3 separate regions of the Sus scrofa genome follow, and regions 2 and 3 are each linked to region 1. The links are chromatin contacts, called in public HiChIP or PLAC-seq maps. All regions are on one chromosome and are shown on one strand. The core of a region is the stretch at or near the end of the contact, and the rest is flanking DNA. Distances in the headings are between cores, read along the strand shown. Region 1 overlaps ARNT2 (aryl hydrocarbon receptor nuclear translocator 2). Region 2 overlaps ABHD17C (protein ABHD17C). Region 3 has its middle 65 kb from the start of ABHD17C.

Region 1 (4,734 bases), core at 853-3,352:
TGCCTGGCAGCCAGGGTGGAGAAGTCCCTTCTCAGAACACCCAGCACAAGAATGGCAGGTGTGCTCAAGGGCCAGAGCTACCCATGCCTGGGCTGTTGGCCCCACAGGGAGGGTGCTTCCTATCCTCAGCTCTAAGGGTGGGACCCCACTGGGTAATGGGTGACAAGGGGAAAGCACAGGGCACCCAGGCCACCAGGAAAGGCCACGCACACTGTACAGGAAGAACCGTTCCTGCATAAGCACCTGTGAGAAGCCCCTAATAAGATACAGCATATTCTCTAGGCTTTGGAGTAACATGGGGGACCTAGGTCAGGGGACTGGTATTACACAGGGAAGAAGAACACTTTCTTCTTTAAAATGCTATCCTTTTAATAGTGTTTTATGTGCAGTGTGGCCAGAATTCTCATCTGGGCATCAGTCTGTGGGGGAGGACCTGATGAAATTCACTGCCAGTTTGGGATCCCTGATTTCCACAGGGGCTCGAACTAGCTGCTGGGAATGAAAGAACAAATGGAGTTAGATAACTGAGAGAGATGGCCACAAGGATAACAAAAATACCTCTGCACAAAGAGAAGGGGAGGCAGGGAAGAAAAGTGACAAGAAAGGGAAAATAGAGTTAAAAGACCATCCGCCCATTAGTGGGAGACAACCATGCACCTCCTACAATACAGACAGGGCGACCAGGCACCAGACAGCAGCTGCACAATTGTCTGTGTTGTGGGAAGATGTGGGCTGAACACATGAATTTCTAAATGAAGTCAAGTCATCAGTTTTCTGCTTAGTTACTAAGCCACCGCCTCACCTTTCCTGAAAATGACACCTGGGAGATAAGCACCAAAGAGTCTGCTCGGGGAGCACTGTGCCTTTGCGGAGCCGCAGAACCACACTGCCACCCAGTGTTCATCATGGGTAAGAGCGACTCTGCTGTGGACACGAGGCTTAATAATACCCTGGGCTGTCAACAGTTGCATGTGAAGAAAAAGAAATCGCATTTTCAAAATTCCAATGGATTTATGCAAGCCTTGAGCAAAACCTCAAGTGGGTGTGAGATGTACAGTTATCTTTAAAATGCCTTTCAGCTCAAATTGATATGAGTGTGATAATCTGGCTCCTGCGAGACGCCATTTATTAGTCAGCGGTTCCTCCTCAGCCTGCATGATCTTTGGGGCATTTAGGGTGACCAATCGTCCTGATTTTCCCCGACTGAGGGATTCGTGAGGTAGAGGACCTCAGTGTTAAACCTGGGAAAGTCCCGGGCCAACTACACAGATAGTTGGTCCCCGTGGTTTCCGTAAGGACAGCTCAGGTCTGTGCCCGGTCCTCATGCAGCAGGCAGATGGGGAGGTGAGGCACAGGGCAACTGGTCCCAGCTGGGACCAGGTCAGCCCACCTGAGCAGAGGGTATAAGAGAGGATGGCTGGGCTCTGGAGCCAGAGTTTTCTAGGGGCTGTGGAAAACGTAGCAGGATTTGTCTGTGAAAAATTAGGGACCACAAAACTGTGCCTTCCCGGCTGTGCAGATGCTGCAGTCACATCTCGTCCTTCTGAAAAGTGTGACATGGAGATGGACTCAGGAGAGAAGTCAGGACATAACAAATCCTCAGGGTCACTCACTTGACCCCCAAAGCAGGCTCACTGCTCACAGGCCACACAGAGAAAATCAGCTTCTGAGGACAAAGGAGCTTTTGGAGGAGTGCTTGCAAAAGGCTGCCTCCGGGTCTTCTGCCACCACGGCAAATGCGCCGCTGTGAACATGACCGCAATAGCTATGTTTATTTCTTCTGCTATAAAACCTCTGAGTAAATCATCTCTTATTTTATGTCTTTTCTGTGTCTCAACTACACTGAAACATCTGGATAATAAAAAGGAAAAATCAAAATATGACTTTTAAGTCCCGTTGTGTTCACCTTAAAGAATTCGGTACAATAAGTGGATAACAAAAGAGTCCTCCAACGGTGGTTTGAAATGCGTTTTACCCGTCAATTTACATGAATAAAAAGCTGTGCAAGTCACTTCGGAGCCTGCCCCTGGTTAAGAGTGAGGGATGTGAATCTGCCCTACAGTGACTGTGTCATAATAATAATGATGCATCATCAACGATGAGTCACCAAGCGATTCACTTGTGCTCTCATGAGAAAGGATGTGAGGCCGTGCCAGTGAGGCTGGCTCTAGAGCAGCAGCAAAGGAGTGACCCCGGGCCAGCTCATAATATCTGCTGACAAAAAGGGAAGTGACATGGGTGCCGGCAAATGTCCTTTCTTCAGAGCCTGGATCAGGCGGCTGGGGCTATAGCGACATCACGGCATAAATGCAAACCCAGCCGAATACCTGCTTATGTGCTGTGAACTGTATTTAACCACAGTCCAGCAGCCGTGGGGTTACACCGGAGGGCAATACCAGTCTGCTGGCTGTGCACACTTTGGAAACCGTCTGCCTCAAGAATGATATTTGAGAAGCCCAGCATTTGATTCCAAGGCAGTGGGAAGGTGCTGGTACATCCAGGTACCACAGCCTCCCTCCTCCCTCCTTAAGGGCTGGCTCTGGGGCACAGCCGCTGTCTAATCTAATCACAGCCACTTCCCAGTCACTGTAAAAGCACCCATGTGCGAGTTCCCTTCATGGCTCAGCGGTTAATGAACCCGACTAGCATCCATGAGGACGCAGGTTCAATCCCTGGCCTCGCTCAGTGGGTTACGGATCCAGCGCTGCCATAAGCTGTGATGTAGGTCGCAGATGCAGCTCGGAACTGGTGTTGCTGTGGCTGTGGTGTAGGCTGGCAGCTGCAGATCTGATTCGACCCCTAGCCTTGGAACCTCCATATGCTGTGGGTGCGGCCCTAAAAAGGCAAAAAAAAAAAGGGAAAAAAAGGCATCCATGGGCCCTGTGGGTGCCCCCCCCCCATCCCCTCCCTGAGATCAGGGCATTCTTGACAAAGATGCAGTCCAGGTGACTTGCTTCTGCTCTTTTCTCTCACACATGTGGAATCACTTTTCAAAGAATCTGAAACTTCTGAACCTTCACCTTGTGTCCCCACTGCTAGCAGAGCACGCAGCTGGCTAAGACGCCGACTGGGGAAGGCTGTCCGGGGAGTGGAAAGAACATTCAGCCCAGAGGATCCAGGGCATCGGGCCAGGCATGTGGCCGGGGATCCAAACCCCACGAGGGGTCAGTTCTACTCGGCTCGGAGACACTGGGGCGGCCTGGGTGGTTATCCTGGGAAGCTGGGACATGTTCCCTCCGCCAAAATAACCAGGTCAGAGTGGGAGGACCTAGGCAGGGACTGGGGGGGTGGGGGGTGTAAGGTCTGTGCCTCCTCCTGTTTCCCCTCTCCCTCCACCCCCCACTTTGTCTCTCCTTCTCTCCCTCTGTGTGTCTCCAACTGCGCCCCACATTTGCTCGCGGAGAGGAAGAAAAGCAGCGAGGCGGTGACCAGGGCGTGTGGACAGACATGCCCTGTGCAGGAGCAGGGGCCCCACCTTGGGGTGGCCTGTTTTTTGCTGAATGCGCTGTCCATCAGGGTCTCCTTGGTCCTCAGTGTATGGGCTGTGGTCAGAGGCGTGTTAGCACCGTTGTGGCTGTTCTAGAACGGCGGTGGCCTCCATCACAGAATTCCAGCAAAACATGTAAAAATGTCAGATGTAAACATTACTATGGAGCGAGTTTCTGTTACGGCTCCATGAACCCGACTAGTATCCATGAGGATGGATGTGGGTTCCATCCCTGGCCTCGCTCAGTGGGTTGAGGATCTGGCGTTGCTGTGGCTGTGGTGGAGGCTGGCAGCTGCAGCTCCGATTTGACCCCAGCATGGGAACTTCCATATGCTGCAGGTGTGGCCCTAAAAAGCAAACAAATAAACAAACAAACAAAACAAAAAGGACTATGGAAACGGCCCTGTAAAGATGGAGATCTCCCTGCTTAGACACAGAGGATGCGCCCCTAAATTGTGGGGGCTGAGCAGAGGGAAGCAAGGTTTGCTTTCTCCTCCCACTGATGGGGGAAAAGGAAGCAGACACACAGGCTCCAGGAACTGACAATGGAGTGCAAGCCTTGGGAGGAGGTCCCTGACCTGCCTTGGGAGGCTGGAGCCCTCAGAAGGCCAGTGGTGTGTTGGCAGTTGCTGTTTGGCCCCTTGAATCTCATTTCTTTTCTTGCTGTTGTGATTCCTGAGCTTAAGTGGAACTAACTTGAGGCTCTGTCTCGGCCCCCCTGGGTCGCCCTCCACCTCTGTTGTTACTTGGCGTCTGTGTGATCTGGTCAGAAAGGGGGCAGCTTGGAGGACTTCTTCAGAAAAGAGACTGAGCCCACCCTCCACCATCAGCTCAGAGGGCAAGCAGAAGTCAGGTCTGGATGCCAGGCTGGTGTCAGGAATAGGAAGGCAGAGGAGGGAAGTAGCCTTGGTGCACTGCAGCCCCGTCCCCAGCAGACCCAGCACACACTCTGCGGGAGGGGTCGGGTAGCAGAAACCCCTGGCAGAGGCTTGGAGACAGAGACAACGCCCCTGCACCAAGGAGAGGGCTCCTTGTCCTGTAAATCCTGGGCATCTCTGCCTGCCCTTGGCCCTGGCCCAGCCTTCTTTCCTTCATCAAAGAGCCCCGAGCCAGCCTCTTCTTAAAAAGGATGGGCCAACCAATAGGACTCTGGCCCCAGGGAATGGAAGTTAGCATGGATATTTTAAACATTTTTAAAAGAGCTGGAATCTTAAAAAAAAAACCCAAAAAACAGTAAGTTGATATGT
Region 2 (4,734 bases), core at 945-3,444, 240 kb before region 1:
CTCCAGGCAAAAAAAGAGGAAGCACAGCAAAGTCTAAGGAGGAAGCGATGATGAGCCGACCATGAGCCACTCGGGGGTCCTCAAGCACCGTACATGGCTCAGGACTGACTCCTCAAACACAGACCGCTCACCCTCTGCACCAGGCTTGCTGGTGTGAAATGCTTTCCTCCAGATCTACTGTATCAAAATCTCCGAGGATGGGGTCCCGAGAAGGCCTCCCAGGTGATTCTTACATTAAAATCTGTAAACCGATTATCACCAGCTCATTCATTTATCTACTCCACACATATTCAATGAGTGCCCATTCTAGGGCAGAAAGGGCTGCCCCAGGAGGGCACAGATGTCAGCCAGTTCTGGGCAGTGGATGACGCATCCAGAGAAGGATGGGAGGCAGGGAGATTGGGCAATCAGGGTAATTCAGGAGCCAAGTTATCAAAAGGAAAAACAACAGAGGAGTTCAGTGGTAACAAATCCGTCCAGTACCTATGAGGACTTGGGTTCGATCCCTGGCCTCACTCAGTGGGTTAAGGATCCGGTGTAGCTGTGAGCTGTGGATTAGGTCACAGATGTGGCTTGGATCCCGCGTTGCTGTGGCTGTGGTGTAGGCTGGCAGCGGCGGCTCCGATTCGACCCCTAAGCTGGGAACTTCCATATGCCTTGGGTAAGGTCCTAAAAAGCCAAAAGAAAAAAAAAAGAAAGAAAAAACAATAGAAACTTCTGGCTAAGCAGATATACGGGTGGAGGGGAAGGCATCAAGGCACCAAGGGAGACTTGCAGTCTTGCAGTTTGGAGCCGGGTAAATGAAAGGTGTGGTGAGGTCAGAGGGATGAAGACCTGTGTTTATAATCGGCTGAGTCTGGCGGCAGAACCACCCAGTGGGTGCAGTCCTGAAGCAGCCAGAACCCCAGGGCGATAAGCTCCCACAAAGCACACGTGAAGGAAACAGAGACTGGGGAACCCTGTGCAATGAATGGACAGCTCAAACCACCTTAATCTCTCTTCTGCAATTATATTTTAGCTTCGTATGTTCTTTTTTTTTTTTTAGCTTCGTATGTTCTTAAATCTATCTTGCTAGGGTTTTCCTGAAGTTTTTAGTAGGAAAAACTAGTGTATTCCAGTTAAATATATGACTCTGGTTTCATTTAAAAATTATTTTATGCAGCCTAGTTATAGCAATTGTTTAGAAATGATTAACATGAGAATGGTTTTATATATATGTAAACTAAGAGGCATAAATGTTACAAGTTATAAGGACAATGGTATTCATTAAACAACACAGCCACCGAAAATGGAGATTCTGAAATATCCTTGCATTATTTATGTCAATAGGGAGAAATCAAATTATTTGAGCTAAACCAGCATAAAAGAATCTTGTCCTGGTATCACAGATTTGTGCAGTCAAGGTCATTATCACTGCACATGGTTTGGTCCATGACAATCACTAAGAACAGTTTTGGGTAAGCTGGAATTCTCATTTGATTACCAACCATAATAACAGAGGTGTTAGCTACCAGAGTTATAATTACCATCTGGAAACTCACTGTTTGTGGCTATATCATGAACACAGGCTTGCTTTAAGTCGTTCCTCACCCCCCCCCACCCCCGCCACCCCCAACAAAACTGCTCAGATTTCATTTTAACCTTTTAAAAATGTAAACTGAAAGGACAAACTAAGCACCAGCATTGAAGGTTCAGGTACTCCTTTTTCATTTGAAAATTTAAGCAGTGCAGGGCGAATAACCTCGTAAGACTCTTGCCAGTAACTCTGCAAGTAAATGATAGGCAATACTTAATTATCAGGCTAAGCATTAAAGGTGAAGGACCTAGACTTCCTGGAAACAGAGGTTTCCAGTTTCACCGCGGTGCCATACGGTCCTTTAAGGCTCTGAAGTCAATCAATATTGTGGAAGTTATCAATGAGCTCCATTTCACAGCGCCTTGAACACTCAACAGGACTTGGAGGGACAAGGCATCGTGGGAGCATTCATATTTTAAGAGGAAATGTGTGCTCAGGTCCCACAGCCAACTTTAGGAAACAACTATCTATTGAAGGTCACCCCATTAGGAAAGAGCAACCGGAACGTCTTCAGGGGTGGAGAGGGAGGGTGTTTTGTCTCCCCAGGGTCGTCCCCAGCTCCAGGCCAGAGTTACGCCTCTGGTTCCGCCCCGAACACGTGCTCAGCTCCGGGAGAGCTAAACCTGGAAACAGCACTGCGGGGGCAAAGGAGGAAGGGTTTGCAGAGAAACTGCGAGGTGTTGGATTACAGGGAAGGTTTCCTCTCCTTTTAAGACCTCCTCTGGGGATATAAACACCTTGGTGGATGAAGTGCTATCTGGTTTAAAATGCTAATGTACATACCACTCCCCAAAGCCTAGACGGGATACACAGAGCTCTCAAAGCTGGAGGAACACATTCAAGGAGCCGCTCCCCCCCTGGGCTGCAAATAAAGCGAAACCTCTTTACAGTTCCTCTGTGGCCACATCCACCAGGCTGGCCTGCCCTGGGTATTATTTACATCCGTGGAGAGTGGGGAAGGAAGCAATTTAACACCCTCTGATCTAAGCATGATGTGAGCATTCGGTTATTTCAGCTCTAATAATTTGACTAGTAATCCTAGGCCACAGTAACATCCCACTCGTGCTCTGACTGTGAAGTGGTGATTGTTGTGGTTTTTATTATTGTTAATATTATTAATACTACCAAGTGGGGGAGAAGTTGTCCTTTCTTCCTTTCTAGGTCCTTTGACCAGTCTAATAATTAAACATAAGACTGATGAACAGAGTTCCCGTCGTAGCACAGCGGAAACGAATCCAACTAGGAACCATGAAGTTGCAGGTTCGATCCCTGGCCTTGCTCAGTGGGTTAAGCATCTGGCGTTGCCATGAGCTGTGGTGTAGGTCACAGACTCGGCTCTATTCTGGCATTGCTGTGGCTGTGGCATGGGCTGGCGGCTACAGCTCTGATTAGACCCCTAGCCTTAGAACCTCCATATGCTGAGGGTGTGGCCTTAAAAAGACCAAAAAAAAAAAAAAAAAAAAAAGACTGATGAACAGGAGAAAAGCTAACAAATATTTAACAACATGCACACATGGGAAAGACCCAGGAAAACCCAGTAACTCTCTGAAGTGTCAGAGGCCCTCACCTCTGAAACCATTTTCAGCTCAAGCAAAGGAAGACTGAGCTGGGGGATTAGCCCTGGGAGGTCACCAGGAAAAGCCAAGTAAACAAAGGTGAGGTTGTGATGCAAATTTAAGTCATCGGCGCCTAGATTAGAGCTTCTCAGGATCAGGTCACAGCCCCTCCCTCTTTCTGGAGCCTCTGGGAGACACCTTTACAAATGGAGATTTCCCTGAGAACAAGTAAAGGTCTCTTACAAAAGGGTAACTTCTACTTTAAAGGGTTTTTAAAGCTTCCATGTCCGCAGCTTGGTCTCAAAATCTTCAGCCTCAAATAATCCTTATGCCAAAGAGCCATATTTTCGGGTGACCAACTGTGCACCCCTACAATCCCCACCATTATTACTTTAACTGAGGTTCCAAAAGGTTAGGAAAATTGCCTGAGGTCAATCAATTAGTAAGCGGCCCAGGTAGGATCTAAACTCAGGTCCTTTGACTCCACCATCCACAACCATAAAAAAATGCCAGAGAAGGAAGGAGTTCCCATCGTGGCTCAGCGGAAACAAATCTGGTTCGTATCCATGAGGACCCAGGTTCGATCCTGGCCTTGCTCAGTGGACTAAGGTGCAGGTCGCAGATGCAGGCTGGCGGCTATAGCTCCGATTTGATCCCTAGCCTGGGAACTTCCATATGCTGCAGATGCAGCCCTAAAAAAAAAGACAACAACAAAAAATTGCCAGAGAATGCAAAGGCTTACAGCCACATGCCTCTCCAGGTCACCCTTGAGACAACCTTGCCTGCGCGACTCTGACACAAGAGTCAGAAATCAGGCCTGGCTGTAAATTATCTAAATGAAGGACTAAATCATTTAATCACATCGAGCTGGGCATCTCTCCTGATATGGTGACACAGGAGTCCTGCCCCTCTTCTCTCCTCTCCCTCCTCCTGGTCTCCCTTGCCCCACGGGCGGCTGCAGAATTCTCTGCACAGCAGCCCTGTCGCAGGGCAGATGGCAGAGCCGCTGGAGGGCAGAGAGGGGGGAGGCAACTAGAGAGGAGAGCCCTATTTTTCCATAGCCTTTCATCGCCAGGCTCACAAAGGGAGCCACATACTGGTCACGAGGCCACCACGTCACTGCTCTACTGACCCGGTTTCAGGTCTATTAATTATGGTCCATTCTTCCAGGCACAGAGGGGCTGAGTGGAGAGTGGAGATGGCCCCACCCCCTACACCTGGAAGAGGAAGGAGCAGGACTGGCCGCCACCCAGAAGTGCTCGACCATGGACGTGCGGGGTCCTGTTCATCCTGGCCCAGGCCCCTCCTCTCAAGGCTGCATGGGACTGGTCCCTAAAGAGAGCATTCTGTTCACTTTACCTGCTCTCAGCCCCAGCCATCGCGATCCCGGGGCACGACTGGGAGAGTCAAGAGTGGGGGACAGGAATCCAGGAGCCAGAGGGAAGCCAGTTCCCGGGCAGCTGAGTCAGGGGTGAGCACAGCTGGGTTGGGGGTGAGCTGATGCGCAGAGACCAGGAATAGGGAAGAGGCTTGTTGTAAAAAGGGCAAGAGGCCAGGCACACAGAGAGAAGGAGCCCGGAGACACCAGCCCACACAGAGGCA
Region 3 (4,734 bases), core at 753-3,252, 170 kb before region 1:
TAACCATCACCTCTGAGAAGGGGAGCTTCACCATGTCAGATAGGAGTACTGTTTAGGAATCACTGATTAGGTCTGGCCACAGTGTTTCCATGATGTATCTTCTGTCTCCTCCTCCTTCTTCTTGTCTTTTTAGGGCCACACCTGCAGCATATGGAAGTTCTCAGACTAGGAGTCGAATCGGAGCTGGAGCTGCCAGTCTGTAACACAAACACAGCAACGCCAGATCCGAGCCTTGACTGCACCCTACACCACAGCTCACGGCAACACCGGATCCTTAACCCATTGAGTGGGGCCAGGGATCGAACCCATGTCCTCATGGATACTAGTCGGGTTCATAACTGCTGAGCCACATTGGGAACTCCTGCATGCATTGAGGGTGGGCCAGGCCCAGTGACTGTCCCCGCTGAACATGTGTGGTAGTGTCCCACCCCACTAGGGGCCTTCCTTGTCACTCTGTGTGCCTCTGGATGACCATTATGAGAACAGCCATTCCTGTTCTAGTCCCCAGGGGAGGAAAAGTCTAAGTTCAGCTCCATCTTGCAGATGGAGAATTTGGATGTGGGTTCAAGAAAGACCTGGATTAGAAGCAATGCTGGGTGCCATGGACATACTCCTGATCAGTCCCTTCTCTAAATTCAGCTCTGGTCCTGGCTCCTTTTCCAGTCTCTGGGCTCAGTCCTGTGTCCCAGTACAGCCTGAGGGAGGGGATAAAGTCTTCAGACAGTAGCTCAGCGGAAATGAACCCAGTTGGTCTCCATGTGGACACCAGGTTCGATCCCTGACCTTGTTCAGTGGGTTAAGGATCTGGCATTGCTGTGAGCTGTGGTGTAGGTCGCAGACACAGCTCGGATCCTGCATTGCTACGGCTGTAGTATAGGCCAGCAGCTGCAGCTCCAATTCAACCTCTAGCCTGGGAACTTCCATATGCCTAGGGTGTGGCGTATGGGTCTTTTCCTTAAAAGAAAGGGAAAAAAACAAAAACAAAACAAAACAAAACAAAAGCCTCAGACTTCCCAGGATGCTTGCAAGGTCCCAGAGGTCAGAACTAGTCCTAATGGTGGAGTCATAGCAGAGTTGAACTCAAGCTGGGGAAGGCTCACTTCACATGTGCTCAGCCGAGCTGGAAGCTGCTGCCCTGGGAGCCCATGAGCTTTCTGCTTTAGCAGGAGGGCTGTGGGTTGAGCAAGATGGCCATGTCAGGTGACCGCTGGGTGCTAGGATTCTATGTATCAGAGACCTCATGGATGAAGGGGCAGAGGACTCGGACCCTGAATGCAGTAGCTCAGAGCATGAGCCTCGAAGTCAGAGCTGTCCTTAGTTCAAATCCGTCACTTCCGTGTCATTTGGTAAAGCGAGTTAAGATGAGCGTCAGCTGCCACCTCTGTAAAATGCCAATGAGGTCCTTGCCTCGTCGAGATACGGATAAATTATAGCACGTTCAGTGTCAACACGTAGTAGCTATTGTGCCCAAGAGATCTTCATCAGTGACTTATACATCAGCTGAGTCCAATCTTGGTAGGAAAATTTATCTTTCCTTTGCAAAGTATCCTCAATTTCAAAGCCATTTGAGGGCAGGGAATAGAGGACATGTGGAAATAAATAAAACAGCTCTCTTGGATTACATGTCAGCCTTCAGGCAGGAGATGGTGACTGTCCCCTGTGTGCCTTCCTGGGGTCAGTGACATCAGTGTGTATTTCACGGAGACTATTGCTTCAAATTGGGTTGTTGGGTTTTCTCCCCATGTTTCCAAAGCCTGGGTCAAAGATGAGACATGCTCATCAGATGCCTGATGGTAATATATTACCGATGCTGGTTTCCAGGGATTTGCGAATCAGAAAACATCACATTAATTTGTTTTTATATTTTCCCCAAATATTTTACAAAACCATTAATCAAGAACCCATTTGGTTGAAAAACAAACGCTGGCGGTGAGTAATGAGTACCAGCTTCCGTCACATTTGCCCTTTTCTGGGAGTTTCTGAAGTTTGGGGCTTGCTGGCTTGACAGTTTACTGCCACCAAGGGAGATTTTTACAAATTGCAGCATCTATGGGCTCTTTTACCAACGTCAGGAGCTGAGCCCACGTTTAAAAGAGCATAAGGCAGGGAAGCTTAACATGGTCTGCAAGGATGCACATTTCTTTTCTGTCTCTCTCTCTCTTTTTTTTTGGCCGTGCCTTGAGCACGCTCAAGTGCCCAGGCCGAGGACTGAGCCCTCGCCATAGCAGCGACAACACCAGATCTTTAATGTCTAGGCCACCATGGAACTCTGAGATGCATGTTTCTTGAATTCATTTTAACCTAGTTCTCCTACTGGATGCCAAACACTGTATGAGGCTTTAGAGATACAGAAGTGAGTGGGACACAGGCGCTGTCCTTGAGGGGACCATCTGGTGAGAAATGCTGTGTCCATACAAAGTGTCACCTGCCCCACACTGAGCATGGAACAGGAATGCCTTGTGCATTAGGCCTCATTGGGGGGGTGAGCTGAGAAGGCTTCCTGGGGGGGGGGTCACTCCTGAACTAAGTTTGGAAGGATCAGTAGTTAAGGTCGTCAGCAGCAGAGCTGCTGCCGAGTCAAAGGCCTGAAGGCTGGAATAGCTGGCATTGCAGCTGGAGGGAGGGATGGGTGGAACCTTACAGGAGGCCTTGAACGCCCTGTGAAACAGAAAGCCTCTCCTATGCTCTTATTCAGGAATCATGAAGGGTTGTAGGAAGACAGGAGTCAATCAGATTTGCACTTTTTTTTTTTTTTTTTTTTTTTTAGGGCCCTACCCTTGGCATATGGAGGTCCCCAGGCTAGGGGTCAAATCAGAGCTACAGCTGCCAGCCCATGCCACAGCGATAGCGATGCTGGATCCAAGCGGCACCTGTGACCTAAACCACAGCTCATGGCAATGCTGGATCCTTAACCCACTGAGCAAGGCCAAGGATGGAACCCACATTCTCATGGATCCTAGTCAGGTTTGTTAACCCCTGAACCACGAAAGGAACTCCAGATTTGCACTGTATTTTGAGAGCCAGAATGTGGAAGACCAGCTAGAAGAGATGAGTCTGGGCTTGGGGGCTGCTGAGAGGCTGATGAGGCACAAAGGACAGCAAAGACCCCTTCTCCTCTCCCTCTGAGCCCTCACCCTCTGCCCCAGCATGTCCTCATGGGAAGAGGGGGGTCACTCAGTGTTTGCTGATTCAGCAGGAAATTGTATCAGCAGACCCAAGTGCCCTGGGGTCTGCGTGTGTGCGAGTGTGTGTGTCTATTTAACAGGAGTTTCCATCAACCTTGACAATGACAGGGAAACCAGACATGCTTGCATTGTGCTGCACATCAGTCAGAGGTGAGCCATTTGCATTTTGAATTCAAGAGGCCCTCATTGAAGTCTGCCAGGGGAGGAAAAATTGCTTCCATCATGGAGCCTACTTAAACACGATCAAATTTAGCTCTTGCAGGTGTCGTAGGTCAGAGAGAGGAGGATGCATTAAACACCAGGGCTGGCAGAGGGAGGGGCACATGCATGACAGGAGCCAGATTCCCAGGCGTATGGAGAATTCCCACAGGCGTCAGCTCAGAGCAGTTCTGTGTTAGCCTTGCGAGAGCCCCGGAACACCAGATCCGAGCTACGTCTATGACCTATGCCCGCAGCTGGAGGCAACCCTGGATCCTTAACCTACTGAGAGAGACCAGGGATCAAACCTGCTTCCTCATAGATACTAGTCAGGTTCTTAACCCCCTGAGCCATAAAGGGAACTCCACAACTGAGTTCTGATAACCACAGCACTGGCGTCAGAATGAGACCATTTTCCCCTTGATAGGTGTGATGGGTGACCACGCAAAGATGTCCACATCCTCATCCCTGGATCCTGTGACTATGTCACCTTACGTGGCAGAAAAGACTCTACAGATGTGATGAAGTTAAGGGTCTTGAGATGGGAGATGAGCCTGGATTTTCAGAGTGGACCCCATGGGAATCACAAACCCTATATGAGGGAGGCTGGAGGATCAGAATGGGTAGTAGAAGATATGACAGTGGAAATAAGAGGTTGGAGTTACTTGAGGAAAGAGTCTTGAGCCAAGGAGTGCAGGCAGACTGTAGAGGTTAAAAAAGGGCAGGGAAGAGTTCCCATCATGGCTCAGTGGTTAACGAATCCGACTGGGAAACACGATGTTGGGGGTTCGATCCCTGGCCTTGCTCAGTGGGTTAAGGATCCGGCGTTGCCATGAGCTGTGGTGTAGGTCACAGATGTGGCTCGGATCCCACGTTGCTGTGGCTCTGATGTAGGCTGGCGGCTATAGCTCTGATTCGACCCCTAGCCTGGGAACCTCCCTGTGCCACAACAGCGGCCCTAGAAATGGCAAAATGACAATAAATAAATAAATAAATAAATAAATAAATAAATAAAGACAGGGAACAGATTCTCCTTTGGAACCTCCTGAAAAAACCTATTTGCAGACTCCTTGGTTTTAGTCCAGTGAGACTGTATTTGGACTTCTGACCTCCAGGACTATAAGAGAATAAATGTGTGTTGTTTTAAATTTCACTACAATTATGATAATTTATGATAATGTTACAGTAGCCGTAGGAAACTCGAAGTATTAGATACACATCCCAACATAGCTCCACTGGCTCAAAGCATCTTGAAGAAATGGACTTAGGAATGGAAAATGGAAATGATGATGCACTCATTCTTTTTTTTTTCTTTTTTCCTCCCTCCCTCCCTTCCTTTCTTCCTTTCTGT

Evidence for each region. HiChIP or PLAC-seq counts read pairs in DNA pulled down with a chosen protein or histone mark.
Region 2: an H3K27ac HiChIP or PLAC-seq map of alveolar macrophages shows a contact between it and region 1. The contact joins two enhancer-like sites. A contact is called at or near these places in 1 of 47 Hi-C or Micro-C datasets (alveolar macrophages) and 1 of 2 datasets of contacts at active chromatin or transcription factors (alveolar macrophages).
Region 3: a contact with region 1 is called in an H3K27ac HiChIP or PLAC-seq map of alveolar macrophages. The contact joins two enhancer-like sites. A contact is called at or near these places in 2 of 47 Hi-C or Micro-C datasets (embryonic fibroblasts and liver) and 1 of 2 datasets of contacts at active chromatin or transcription factors (alveolar macrophages).

What each region holds. Positions count from the first base shown.
Region 1 is chr7:49,306,104-49,310,837 of Sscrofa11.1, reverse strand. All of the region lies in intron 2 of ARNT2 (aryl hydrocarbon receptor nuclear translocator 2), which reads right to left. Among named protein-coding and RNA genes, the nearest start is that of ARNT2, 49 kb to the right of the region's middle. Within about 2 kb of position 2,102, at least 19 of the 83 cell types and tissues checked have an H3K27ac peak or open chromatin away from gene starts, as enhancers often do. A contact at or near this core is called in alveolar macrophages, where this site is marked.
Region 2 is chr7:49,549,156-49,553,889 of Sscrofa11.1, reverse strand. All of the region lies in intron 1 of ABHD17C (protein ABHD17C), which reads right to left. Among named protein-coding and RNA genes, the nearest start is that of ABHD17C, 11 kb to the right of the region's middle. Within about 2 kb of position 2,194, at least 22 of the 83 cell types and tissues checked have an H3K27ac peak or open chromatin away from gene starts, as enhancers often do. A contact at or near this core is called in alveolar macrophages, where this site is marked.
Region 3 is chr7:49,473,314-49,478,047 of Sscrofa11.1, reverse strand. No RefSeq gene overlaps it. Among named protein-coding and RNA genes, the nearest start is that of ABHD17C, 65 kb to the left of the region's middle. Within about 2 kb of position 2,002, at least 3 of the 83 cell types and tissues checked have an H3K27ac peak or open chromatin away from gene starts, as enhancers often do. A contact at or near this core is called in alveolar macrophages, where this site is marked.